Regions from separate parts of the Rattus norvegicus genome. Here region 2 is linked to region 1. The links are chromatin contacts, called in public Hi-C maps. All regions are on one chromosome and are shown on one strand. The core of a region is the stretch at or near the end of the contact, and the rest is flanking DNA. Distances in the headings are between cores, read along the strand shown.

Evidence for each region. A called contact is a pair of places that touch in the nucleus more often than the background predicts.
Region 2: a contact with region 1 is called in a Hi-C map of Schwann cells, with 12 times the contacts expected there. The contact joins the enhancer-like site here to the promoter of LOC120097427 in region 1. A contact is called at or near these places in 11 of 12 Hi-C or Micro-C datasets (the A7r5 cell line, Schwann cells, frontal cortex and 6 more) and 1 of 1 datasets of contacts at active chromatin or transcription factors (oligodendrocytes).

The regions. Positions count from the first base shown.
Region 1 is chr16:57,991,264-57,996,963 of GRCr8, forward strand. LOC120097427 reads right to left here and starts at 2,888. Exons shown (of 4, transcript XR_010058401.1): 1 at 2,554-2,888; 2 at 1,568-1,674. It also overlaps a transcript of Mtus1 not described here.
Region 2 is chr16:58,078,049-58,084,296 of GRCr8, forward strand. The region is part of intron 2 of Pdgfrl (platelet-derived growth factor receptor-like); the gene reads right to left. It also overlaps the pseudogene Elob-ps1. Among named protein-coding and RNA genes, the nearest start is that of Pdgfrl, 30 kb to the right of the region's middle. Within about 2 kb of position 1,648, at least 63 of the 93 cell types and tissues checked have an H3K27ac peak or open chromatin away from gene starts, as enhancers often do. A contact at or near this core is called in the A7r5 cell line, Schwann cells and prefrontal cortex, where this site is marked.

The sequences.
Region 1 (5,700 bases), core at 1,638-4,137:
AGGAAGAAAACAAAAACAGAGGGTGGAGCGAGCGAGTCCTGTTGGGGGACGGTTATTCACTGTGCCATCTGGGTCTCGTTTGTCTTGCACACAGCTCTGAGGCACCAGATAGACCCTGCTGAGATGGCAGTAATATCCGAAACTGTGGTTTTTACCATGGTTTTTAAAACCCCATACTACCCCCCAACAGTAAATAAAAATAAACTCCGTTCAAAGAGCTTTGATCCTGAGGTGATTTTCAGAGTTAGAGACCCCGCTGATGAGTGCAAACAGGACATGCCGATCTCCTGAAAACCCTGCAGTCTATATGCATCTTCTAGAGGTCCCTCCATTTATGATGGCCACAACCTTTTAAAGGGAGATGATCTTCTCCCACAGATCGACTCTGGCAGTTCCACCCAGTCCTCTATAGATAGTTAGTCCCTTGATGAGTATTTGATGTTGAGCTTGGAACTTATAGCTCTCCAAGCATCTACCTGGATGGCTCCTGGCTGCATGCTATATGGCATTAGTTTGGAGAAACATCCCCCACGTATTTTTCTTCACAACTGAGTAGAAGCCAGGCCCTTGGGAAGGCACACACCAGCATCCTTCTTTGACAAAGTATAGCCTGATTCCTGTGTGCAGTACAACAGGAAAAGCACAAGTTCAGCGCTAAGAGATGGGCCCCTTTTGGCTGGAGTATACTTCAGTGGTGGAGTGCTCTCCCAATCTGTGGGCCCTGGATTCAGACACCGGAATGAATAATAAGTTAATTAAAATTTAAATGAACTTTAATTGTCCTTGACTACAAATCTACCATGTTTGTCCTTTTAAAATGGATACTTTTTTTGATGACTAGTTCATAGCATTCTTACTACCAACAAGTGGATACTTACTATATTATCTATATTTGAAAAAGTGTACTTGATCAGGTTGTTTGCATCTTGGGGTTTTCTCAGTGGATAGCTGGAACCTAAAATTTAGATGTTAAAGAAGGGCTTTTGGAAAATGAAACCCACCGTGGTTTACAAAATAGCTTGAGGTTTGCGTAGCATTTCTAACGAAGCGTGTCTTTGTTTCTGTCCTATTCTAGGTCCTTCGAGAAAGAGTCTGTTTACAGCTTTTAATTCAGGCAAGTGACCATTTTATGAATACATTAAAATATTTCCATTTGAAAAGTAACGATTAAACACATTGAAATTTATTTGTAATTACTTTTACTTGTATAGTTAAAAGTCAAAATTCAGGCTTTAAGGTGTAACTAACTGCTTAGGACGAACAGAAGATGAAACAGGTAGATTTAGCCTAAGATGACTTTTTGAACATGGTTCACATGAAATACAACTGGACACTCCTTCAGATATACATGCTATTTTAAACTGGGTCATCTTTAATAGTAAAATGGTCTGAAGATACAATTTTTAACTAATTGTACCAATTCAAGGCTTTCTATGTTTCTGACTTCCTCCATGCACACTGTCGGTTGGATGTACATTTCTAGGGCAGCCTATAGCTTAAAGTAAAATTGAACTACATTGAGAGCCCAGCACTTCCTTTTGAGCATCTAAAGCTCTTATGTGCTCACCAGGTTTCCATGTATGACACGCAGGCCTGTGTGCAGCCGGCCATGCACTGCCTATGTGCTCTCCTTTTTACTGCAGCGATAGCAGAGTCATGTGGCTTCCAAGTCCACTGCACATCAGGACAGAATGCCAGAAAAAAGAAAGGAACATGTAAAGTAGCTGTTAGACAGAGTCTCATGTTGTCAGTACAGAATTCATCTGTGGGCCGCGGGGTCCCTCCGGTTAGCTGTAAGAATGGTGGTTGGTTAGTTTCCCAGCCCAAGGCTGGCCTGGAATTCGAGCCTAATGAGGAAAGTTTGCCCCGTGTGGCTTTGGAAGCAAAACTACTTAACTATGGGCATTCCATTTGGTTACATGCCACGGCGTGATCGGGTTTAACGGGTCACCCAGTGTGATAACAACGAGCCTCTTGGGTACTTGAGTTGGTTCTCTATCCTGTTCACAGAGATCGCGTTATGAGCTGTTTTACAATCATCTCTGTTTGGGGAGTTTTCTGGTGACAGATACTTCAAAGTGGGAATTAAAAAAACTAAAGCACATGCATTTTAGAGTTGCTTAGATAATCATATTATTTCCATAAAGCTTCATACTAGTTTCTGATATGATCCACAATATTACAGCATCAGTCATACTGTCTCTGGTCAATCTCAGATTTAATTTAATTTAATTAATTAATTTATTATTTTTTAAAACTTTTATGTATTTAATTTAATGTTGTAAAGTTGTTTTTTTTTTTTTTCCAACATGTGTTTTGTGAACAGTGTCAGATCCCCTAGATCTGGAATTACAGTTGTGAGCTGTCATGTAGGTTCTGGAAAGTGAACTGTGTTCTTTAGTAGTGCTCTAAATCTCTGAGCCATCTCTCTAGACCCCGGTTGGCTTTTTTGTGTGTGTGTGTGCGCGCGTGTGTGTATGTGTGTGTGTGTGAAATGTTTGAAATGTTCCATCATTATTTTAGTTTAACGGTTATTTTAAAGAATTCTGTTACCTCAGAAGACAATGAAAGAAGATTGACCTTGTGAGGCTCCGAGGTTGGCGTAAATCTTGGTTCTCCTTCTTTCTATTTCTGTCCTGACCTCTGGCTACTTGCTAAGCCTCTCTAGGGCTTGAGTTTCTCGTGTGGCAGCATGGGAATGTTGAGCAGATAAATCCCAGTGTGGGAATTGTTCTGACCGTGGAGACTATTTTCATCCCAGGCTCTCACATGGTAGTGGCCACTGCTGTTAGGGCTGACAATCCTTGTCATTCACTTCCCATGGCTTTACATCGGAGGTAACCCCACCCCCCACCGCAGGGTGTTGAGTCCCAGGAAACCCTCGAAGCAAGTGGTAAACCTCACCAAAGCTATGAACCCCCTCCCCGAGCTCTAGCCATTGTGACATTTAAAGGTTATGACATTAGGAGATTCTAGGCAGCACCGGCTCTAAATAAAACGCACTTGCTATTTGGGAGGGGGTTGTCACACACCACAGCATACTATTATAAATGTGGCTCTGACACCCATAGTTGCTGTTCGGGATACCTCAGCCAACCCAAGTTGTGCTTACACAGTTCTTGACTGTTTTATATACCATCCTGTCATGGGCCATGGTGTCTGCCTTGCCAAGTGGGAATGCCTCCTCCTGTGCCATTTCATAGACATGGGCCAGGGTCGTGTGGCTTTCTGCGTCTCCTTGCTCCAAAGTCAGGAGGTGGTTGAGCTGCAGACCTACTCTGGGGAGGGGATGAGATGCTGCCACACTGTACACCTGCGGTCCTTCCTTATTACATGTTGGTGATCTCAACTTGGCTCTCACGTTGAAAGAGCAGATCCCATTTGGATACGTGGAAAATCTGGTGCTTTGTGTTGGGAGGAATGAATCGCTTAGTGAATCCCACTGCAGCAGTGGCTACCGTTTTGGCCGGGCACTAGATGTCCTCACCAAGGGCACGTGAATGTATTGTACACAGAAGCATTTTAAGTGTAGAGATAAATAAAAGCACCACAAATACAGACCTGGGTATAGAAGGTCTTTCCAGTAACATGCATATAACAAAGGAGATCAATAATTATGACAGCACATGATTTGAGCTTTGTTTTGTCAAATCATTACGAACAGTAGTAAGAACAAAGCCATACAATGACACCACATTTGCTCTGGGTAGCGCTCTCAAAAACCAGCAAGGCAGAGCCAGCCTCACAATAGATGCTAAAAGGGCCTATTGTCTTAAGACACCTCTGTTAAAATCCATATTGCATCTTTTTAATTGAAAAAGAAAAGTAACTACGTGAAATTCAGGGCGAGCCAAATAAGACTCCAATGCCAATCTTGTGGGGGGCAAAAACAAAGAAAGGTGAAGGTGCCGTAATTCTTGCTTTCAAATCTATAATTAAAACAGTCTGAAGTGGGCACAACGGTAGATACATATTCCAATGCAATGAATGGAACAGCCCAGAAACAAATCAGTTTACTCACACTCTGCTGAGCCTTGGCAAGACTGCCAAAAACTACCAAGTGGAGAAACCATCATTTCTCTAAGGAATAGTATGGGAAGAAGTAGATGTCTGTGGGTGCACTGAACTCGAACCTTCACCTCACCCCATACACAGAAAACAACTCAGTGAATTACAGTAAAACTCAAAACTGAAAAATCAGGAGAAGACAGAGGGGAGAGCTTCATGGCTTTGTCGTTGTCCATGATTTCTTAGATTGATACCAGAAGAATGTGGCAAGCAAAATGGGACAAGTGGGACTCTGAGGAGCCCAAACTCTTCTGCTTAGCAAGGGGGGCAGTCGGTAACATGACGGGTGGCCCACGAGACAGAGGGGACTGCTTGCAAGCCATACTTTGCAATAATGGCTGATTTACCCAAAGTGAAATCAGGATATGGAAAGGAGATTTGATCTGCCATGTTCTTTGCATACTCTTGCAATTGGGGGTATGGGTGGAGGTTGGGAGGGGAGACACCGTCTCTGCGGACTGGTGGCCCAGGTGCCCTGGCGAACACAACAGAAAGAGGGACAAACCATCCCAAGCAATAGATATCAAAAGACTGACACCCGACAGGCGTCCCCTGACCTCTCCATGCACCGTGTGGCACATGTGGCATTCACAGGCACAAATGCATGGGCGTGCAGTGCACAGAAGGGAGAAGGGAGTCTTGCTGACACCGATTACACTGGTATCTAAATCTTTAGGTTTTGTAGCAGCATAACACGTAATGGCTTCCCGGCCCTGGTGGTGCTGGCCAAGAAATGGGAAGTTGCTGTTGTGGAGAGATTCAGTTTTGAAAGATCAGGACATTGTGACAACATACACGGTTACAGCACAGTTTAACAGTAAGGAGCATAGGTTTAAAATTTGTTGAGGGTAGATTTTGTGTTCTTGCCTTAATAACAGGGAAGATGAACACACAAGAAACTGAAAAAAAAAATGTAGGACTAAGAAACGGGGAAAAGAACTGTTAGCTGATTGAAGCGTGTACTCTCCTTTTGGGCCGATTTTTCTTTAGCCCGGTACCTAGTGGATGATGAATCAAGACCAGGAGCTTACACTCTGTACCAGAGTATATGTGAATTTGGGAGCCATTGCATAAGGAATGGCTTTCTAGACAAGATATGCACGATCAGAACGAGCCTAGGAAGAGGGTCTTCTTAAATTACTTTTCAGACTTCTTTAAAATAGGAGGAGGAAATGGAGACTTAGAGAGATGGCTTGGTAGTTAATAGTTTTACTAGTCAAAGAGCAAACAAACGTAAAGTAAAACAAACAATGACTAAAACAAGAAACCAAAAGGCCCACTACCACCAAAAGCCAACTAAAGTCTAATCCTTATTTACTGCTCCATCCTAAGTACTAAACTTTGCTCCCCTGGTTTTCTGGCCATCGTTGCCTCGTGCTGATCCTTAGGACTTGACAAAGTAACAGCAGAAGCCACCTTTCTTCATTGCACCATGCCAGCTGGCCACCAGGGGGCAGAGGATGTTTGGGAAAGAGTCGAAACCGAGCAGTTTGAGGCTTGTCTCTAAGCACATTGTTTTGTTGGGGGTGGGGGCGCTTTTTACAAACAGGAGCTGCATTTGGTTTTCCTCCACACTGATATTATTTGTATTACTTCAGCCTCTTTCTGCATTCAAGAGAAAAGGTTAATAAT
Region 2 (6,248 bases), core at 398-2,897, 86 kb after region 1:
ATACATATACATATACATATATATATATATAAAACACTTTATGGAACCTAAGAAGCTGAGAGAGAGAGACAGAGACAGAGAGACAGAGACAGAGAGACAGAGACAGTGTACACACACACACACACACACACACACACACACACACACACAGGGAGAGATGGTGGGCTGGAGAGGTACCAGTGTATCAGTAGTCCCTTCAAAGAAACATTTCTGATGGTCTAATTTCCTTCCCCTAGGTCCCACTTCTAAAGACCTCAACAGTCTCATTGGCTGGACACCAGGCTTTGGGGCATACTCCAGACCCAGACTACAGTCTGGGACATCTAGTTTATAGAAGACTGAGACAGGTGACCGAAACTTCTGACAGACCAGCCATTTCCCTGTGCTTTGCCTCCATGGGATACAATAGAATGAATAAAAATAGCTCAGCCTCACGGAGAGGCTAACTACATACGCCAAGTGCTTTCCACACATGACCTCATTCTATGCTGATAACTGGAGAGGAGACAGATTCTATTATTACCCTCCCCCACCCATGCCCCAAAAGGAACATAGCCGTGATTTTTCTGCACCATTAACACCGTCAGAACATTCAGTTCACCTAGAGAAGACTTGTACCCTGCCTTCCCACCATATCTCTAGGGACATGTGGGGGCCTGTTCTGGTGCCATAGAATGTCCTACCTTTAGGGTGGGGCGAGTTCTTTATTTTTAATTTCCAGGGTGGAAATTCACTTGCAGATGGGTGTCAGAGGTTGGCTACAGCGCATACTTTTGATGTCTTGCCACCCTGAGGACTTAACTCAGCACCTTGGTGCTCTGCTGCTAAGGTCCACGTGTGGCCCTTGAGAATGGGTTCAGCTCACTCTTGCTCCTGCTGTGACCCAGGGCAACTTCAGGGAGGCTGGCGGGGGGGGGGGGGGGGGGGGGGATGCAGGTTAGAGTCTATGGTTGAGAGAAGCCAGGGCAGGAACGAGAAGCAGGAAGAAGCACGGCTTGCTGGATTTCTCTCAAGCTTTGCATTTTTTCTTATCCAGCCTACCACGGCCACTACTGTCCTAAGGATGCTGCCACTCATAGTCAGGTAGGGCTTCTATCAAAATTCAAGACAATCTCCTTCTGAAATGCCCACGGGGCTCTCTGGTCTAGGCAATTCCTCAACAGAGGCTTTCCTCTCAGGTGACTCTAGGCTGTGTCGAGATGCTAACTAGGACAGCAACTTTCGTGTGGACCCACAGCTCCACATCAGGAGAAAGAGAAGCAGAACCCACATCATTTTTATCTGTTCTGCCAGAAAAACCCAGCTTTGAAGGAAAAAGAGTTTGAATTTGAAACAAGTCCGCCTAACAAAACGAATTTCCTTATGTGTACTGAGGTGCATATGTAAGCACAATTAAAGCGGTCTCAAGGCTGGTTTTTGTGTATATTTTGCCACAGCTCGGTAGTTGGGGAAGAAAGATGCTTCCCTCTCCACATACCACCAGTGGGTGTTCATATTATGCTGTTCCTTCTTCCTCAACAGTGAGTTCTTTCTGGTCATAAATACTCCCTCACATTCCTTTCTTTGAAGATGCCCTTCAGATAGACTCCTTTTCCTGTGTATGCTAAGGAGACAGGCTGCTTAGGAGACTGGCCTGCAGCCCACGGTCTGCTTCCCTGGCCCACCCTCCTTTGTGTAGTCTGTGGGTGGAGTGAGCTGTTGCTCTGGGCGGCCAAGTGGAAATACAGATGCCTTCTCTTCTCCTAAAAGCTGTTTATTGTTCTCAGAGGAACCAGCCCTCAAAGAGAGCTGAGCCCCACCCACTCCTCCCAGCTTCCAGGTCTTGACTGAAAAATGTTAACATCCTACACCACACACCACAGACACATCCTGAAGGACAATGTTGGGACCCTTCTGGTTTTTTTTTTTTTTTTTTTTTTTTTTTCCGTTTTTAACTTTTCCTGCGGGGCAGGTCTAGGGTAGGCCACCCTGTCAGCTGCCTCGCTGAGGGTGCCCAGCTCACACCTCCTCCTCCCCGCCAGTGATTTATTTAACCCTTTGGCTGGGCCACACACTCCAAGTTTCTTACTTTGTTTTCTGATTCAGAAGAGTGCCAAGAATTTTAAGAAGGGGGATGTTTGAAGCACGGATGGAAATGAACCGGGCTGATGAACCAGCGGGAGTTTATCCTATGCTCTGGACCATTCTTTCACTAGATGTTTCACTGTGGCACACGCAGACTGGGAAGAGACATCGTGGCTTGTTAGTCTCCCTTTTACACTTGTCTTTCTTTCATTTTTTTTTTTTTTTGACAGCCAAATCTTTTTTTTTATTGGGGGAATGGGTTTCTCGGGGGTAGGTCTGGGGCCCTCCCTGCACGGCTTGTTCATTGGCACTGCCTCCAGAATCCTGTGGCTTCATCACATCTGGAAGCTCCGGAAGGCTGGAGAAGGGTTCGATGCGCAGCGCTTCGAAGGTGTCATCTGCTCCAAAGGCCGGGCCCACGGTGGCTGGGGCCTGTGGCCTTGCTGTCTGACTGGTGAAGCCAATTCGCCCAGAGTTTTTCCATCATTGAGGAGCTGGTTGTCCTTGTATAGCCACTGCTCCTCTGGCGGCCGCGTAAGGATGCCCTCGACGATGCGCTTCAGTTCGAACACGGTGCTCGAATCCTTGGTGTCCGTAAAGATGGTGGTCTTGTGGCGCCGGATCATGAGAAACGCGTCCATCCCGGCGGCTGCTTCTGTCATTTTTTTTTTTCAAGACAGTTTTTCTGTGTATTCCAGGCTGTCATGAAACTTGCTCTGTAGATCAGGCTGGCTGTGAGCTCAGAGATCTATCTACATCCCGAGTGCTGGGATTAAAGGAGTGTGCTACCATTACCTGGCTGTTAGTTTTTAATTGTTGAGACAGGATCTCACTATACCTAGAACTTGAAATGTAAACCAGGCTGGCCTTGAACTCACAGAGCCCCACCTGCTTCTGCCTTCCCAGTGCTGGGACTAAAGGGAGGGCCACATTATATACATATAATGTGTGTGCGTGTGTGCATGTGCGTGTGCGTGTGTGTCTGTCGCTCTAAATTGCTCTAAGTGGCTGAGAAAGACTGCCCTGGTATGCTTCCTGCTTGCCTCTTGGCATAGCCCTCGCCTCCTGAGTAAATCCCTTTCACCTCCTCCATTACCTCTGCCCACTTTACCTTCAACACACTTCCTCACAGTTACAGATGCTGTTAGCTCTAGGTGGCTTCTACAGTCTGTCCCCTCTTTCCCCTGGGCTACTCAACTTTCAGATATCAGCTTGAGATTTTGCCTCCTGATTTCCGTCAGCCTCGCGCACATCACCTGTATTAATCTAACATAAATTCATAGCCACATGCCTCCACGGGACTTTGCACATTAGCAGAAGAAGGGGAGGGTGCAGAGAAATCAGGAAACCTGAACATATGGTGAATTACAATGCACACTGATTGTTTTTTCAAGTTAACAGCCCCCCCCCCCCACCCCTTTTGGGTCTCAAGAGTTGGAATGTCTACGCAACTGGGAATGATTCAGTGTGGAAGTGATACCCAACTCTACCATAGTATTTGCTGTAGCCTCTGAGGGACCTTGTTTGTGCAGTGTTTAGCCACTCCTCATTTGCAATCTTTTACTGAGGACAATTGTAACGCCGATAAAGCCTGCCACCTAGTGGGCATTCTGATTATGACATGATTTGGAAAAAGACCCACTTTGAAGCTATCACAGGAAGTCAAAGTACATTCCTCTGACCAGTTTTCAGTCTTAAACTTGAAACTAGATGTATTAATATAGTCTACCCTAGGATGTCTCAAGTATATCTCTCCTGAAACTGGCTTCCCCAGGCCAAGAGTGACATGGATTTAAGTTTATTCCATGGGATCTATCACAGATGCGCCAGCCAAAATCAGGGACCAGCCCAAGTTTTTGGACTTATTCTGTGGCTCAGCAGCTCCGGCCATCTGTCTCTGGGAGACATTTGCCTCTTGAGAGTGGTTACCAGATGCTGGAAGAGCAAGGAGAAAGGAAAAGAATGGTCAGTGGGTACAAAGTTCCAATAGGCTGGGGGATTTGGTCCTCCTGGTAATGCTGGTAGGGTGATTGGCAAATAATGCTTTTGGATATAAGAAGAGTTAGTTGTGAATGTCCTCAGCACAAAGAAATGGAAATCGTATGAGGTAATAAATATGCTAAATAGTCTGATATGATTAACACACATCACGTACACATATAAAATCATTCCGCTGCACCTCCGCTAATATATGTCATTACTATGTGTCAAAGCACACAACGAGGCTTAGTGGCTAACAGCAATGGCTGTCTTCCCGAAGACCAAGGCTCAATTCTCAGTACCCACATGGCTGCTCACTCCAGTTCCAGAGGGATTTGCTACCACCCTCTTCTGGCTTCTGCAGGCACACAGTATATATGAAGGCACCCCACCCCCACCCCCAGTACATATCAAATAAAATAAATAAAAATAAAGAAGGCAAATTTTCAAAACAACAGAAGCCAAGGATGGTAGTCCAGGCCTGTTATTCTTGGTACTTAGGACACAGAGGCAGGAGGATTGCCACGAGTATGAAGACAGCTTGGGTTACAAAGGAAGGACCTGTCTCAACTTTCTCCCCAACAAGAACAAACAAGACAAAAAAGGGAGGGGGAACTTAAGCAAACACATTAAAGGGTTTTTTTTGTTTTTTTTTGTTTTTTTTTTTTTCAGCTTGGAAGTCCGGCGATGGGGCTGGTTAGAAGTTCTTGCTACACAGCCACAAGGATCAGAGTTTAGATCCTGGTGCCCATGTAACAAGCCAGGGATTCCACAAAACCTATAGCTGCAGTTATGAGGAGTTGAAAGCCTCTTTCTGGCTCTTGTGTGGACACATACAAGAACAAACAAGTAAATAAGTAAAGTCTTTAAAGCTTGTTCCCAGGTTACAGGTCATATCGATCATGGTACCTAACTCTAGACCGGCTCTCAGCTCCTGTTGACAGCATCGCTTGTCATCACTCTGATAACCTGCATTTGCCAGGAGGCACTGCACTGGGTGCCCAGGAACACCAGGGCAGAGGCCTTCTCCATCTCTGCTAAGAGACGAGACCTTTGATTGGATGTGGGCGTGAAAGACGCAAACATCCAAGGTGATTCCCTCCTGGTGATGTAAGAGCAGGGAAGCGGGAAGCAGGATAAAGGGAGGTTCAGGACCCCATGACTCCGATTTCTCCCAGAATTAGGTAATGACCTCAATAGCTGAAAGAAAAGGAAGTCAGCTGTCTAAGGACAAACAAAACAAAACAAAAACAAAAACAAAGTTGAGCTTTGGTGGTGAAGCCTATAATCTCAGCACCGGGGCATCTGAGGCAAGAGAATCATGCGTTCAAGGTCAGCCTGTCTACATATCAAGATCCCATCTAGGAAAAATAGGAAGAAAATAGAAAAAAAGAGAGAGAAAACATGAACTCGCTAGCAATTTGTATTCACCATGGTCAGGCGCAAAGGAGATGAGTTGACTGCCTTTCCTTCCCTCTTTTTGCTACATACATAGCACACACATACAGTGCACCCATATAGCACACACATACAGTACATTCACATAGTGCACACATATAGTACACACGTAGTGCATACACATAGTGCACACATATAGTGCACACATATAGCACACACATGCAGTGCATACACATAGTGCACACATACAGTGCATCCATATAGCACACACATGCAGTGCACACATACAGTGCACCCATATAGCACACACATGCAGTGCATACACATGGTACACACATATAGTGCACACAAATAGCTCACATATATGGTGCACACATACAGCACACACATGCAGTGCACACATACAGTGCACCCATATAGCACACACATGCAGTGCATACACATAGTGCACACACAGCTCTAAGTATCTTTCAATGTTGAGTGAGAGGGCACGTGACTGTGACCTGAATTCTGAGACTCTGAGGACACCAAAGGTATTTCCTGATTCCTGGCATGAGGCAGACACTGTCGCAGGGGCTAGGAATCTGACCAGCAACCAGTGGTGGCATTTGCCATGCAGGGGCTCTTTCTTTAGGAGAGGAGATGGATACAAACATCGGGCTACAGAAGAATTAGTCAATTAAATGACCTTACCTACACTGCAAGAAAGAGGAGCAGATGTGCTTAGATCTCCTACGTCAGCAGATTGGCTTTGCCGGCTTCACTTGCTCATGTTAGTCTTTGTCATAATTGCAGGAAATGAACAC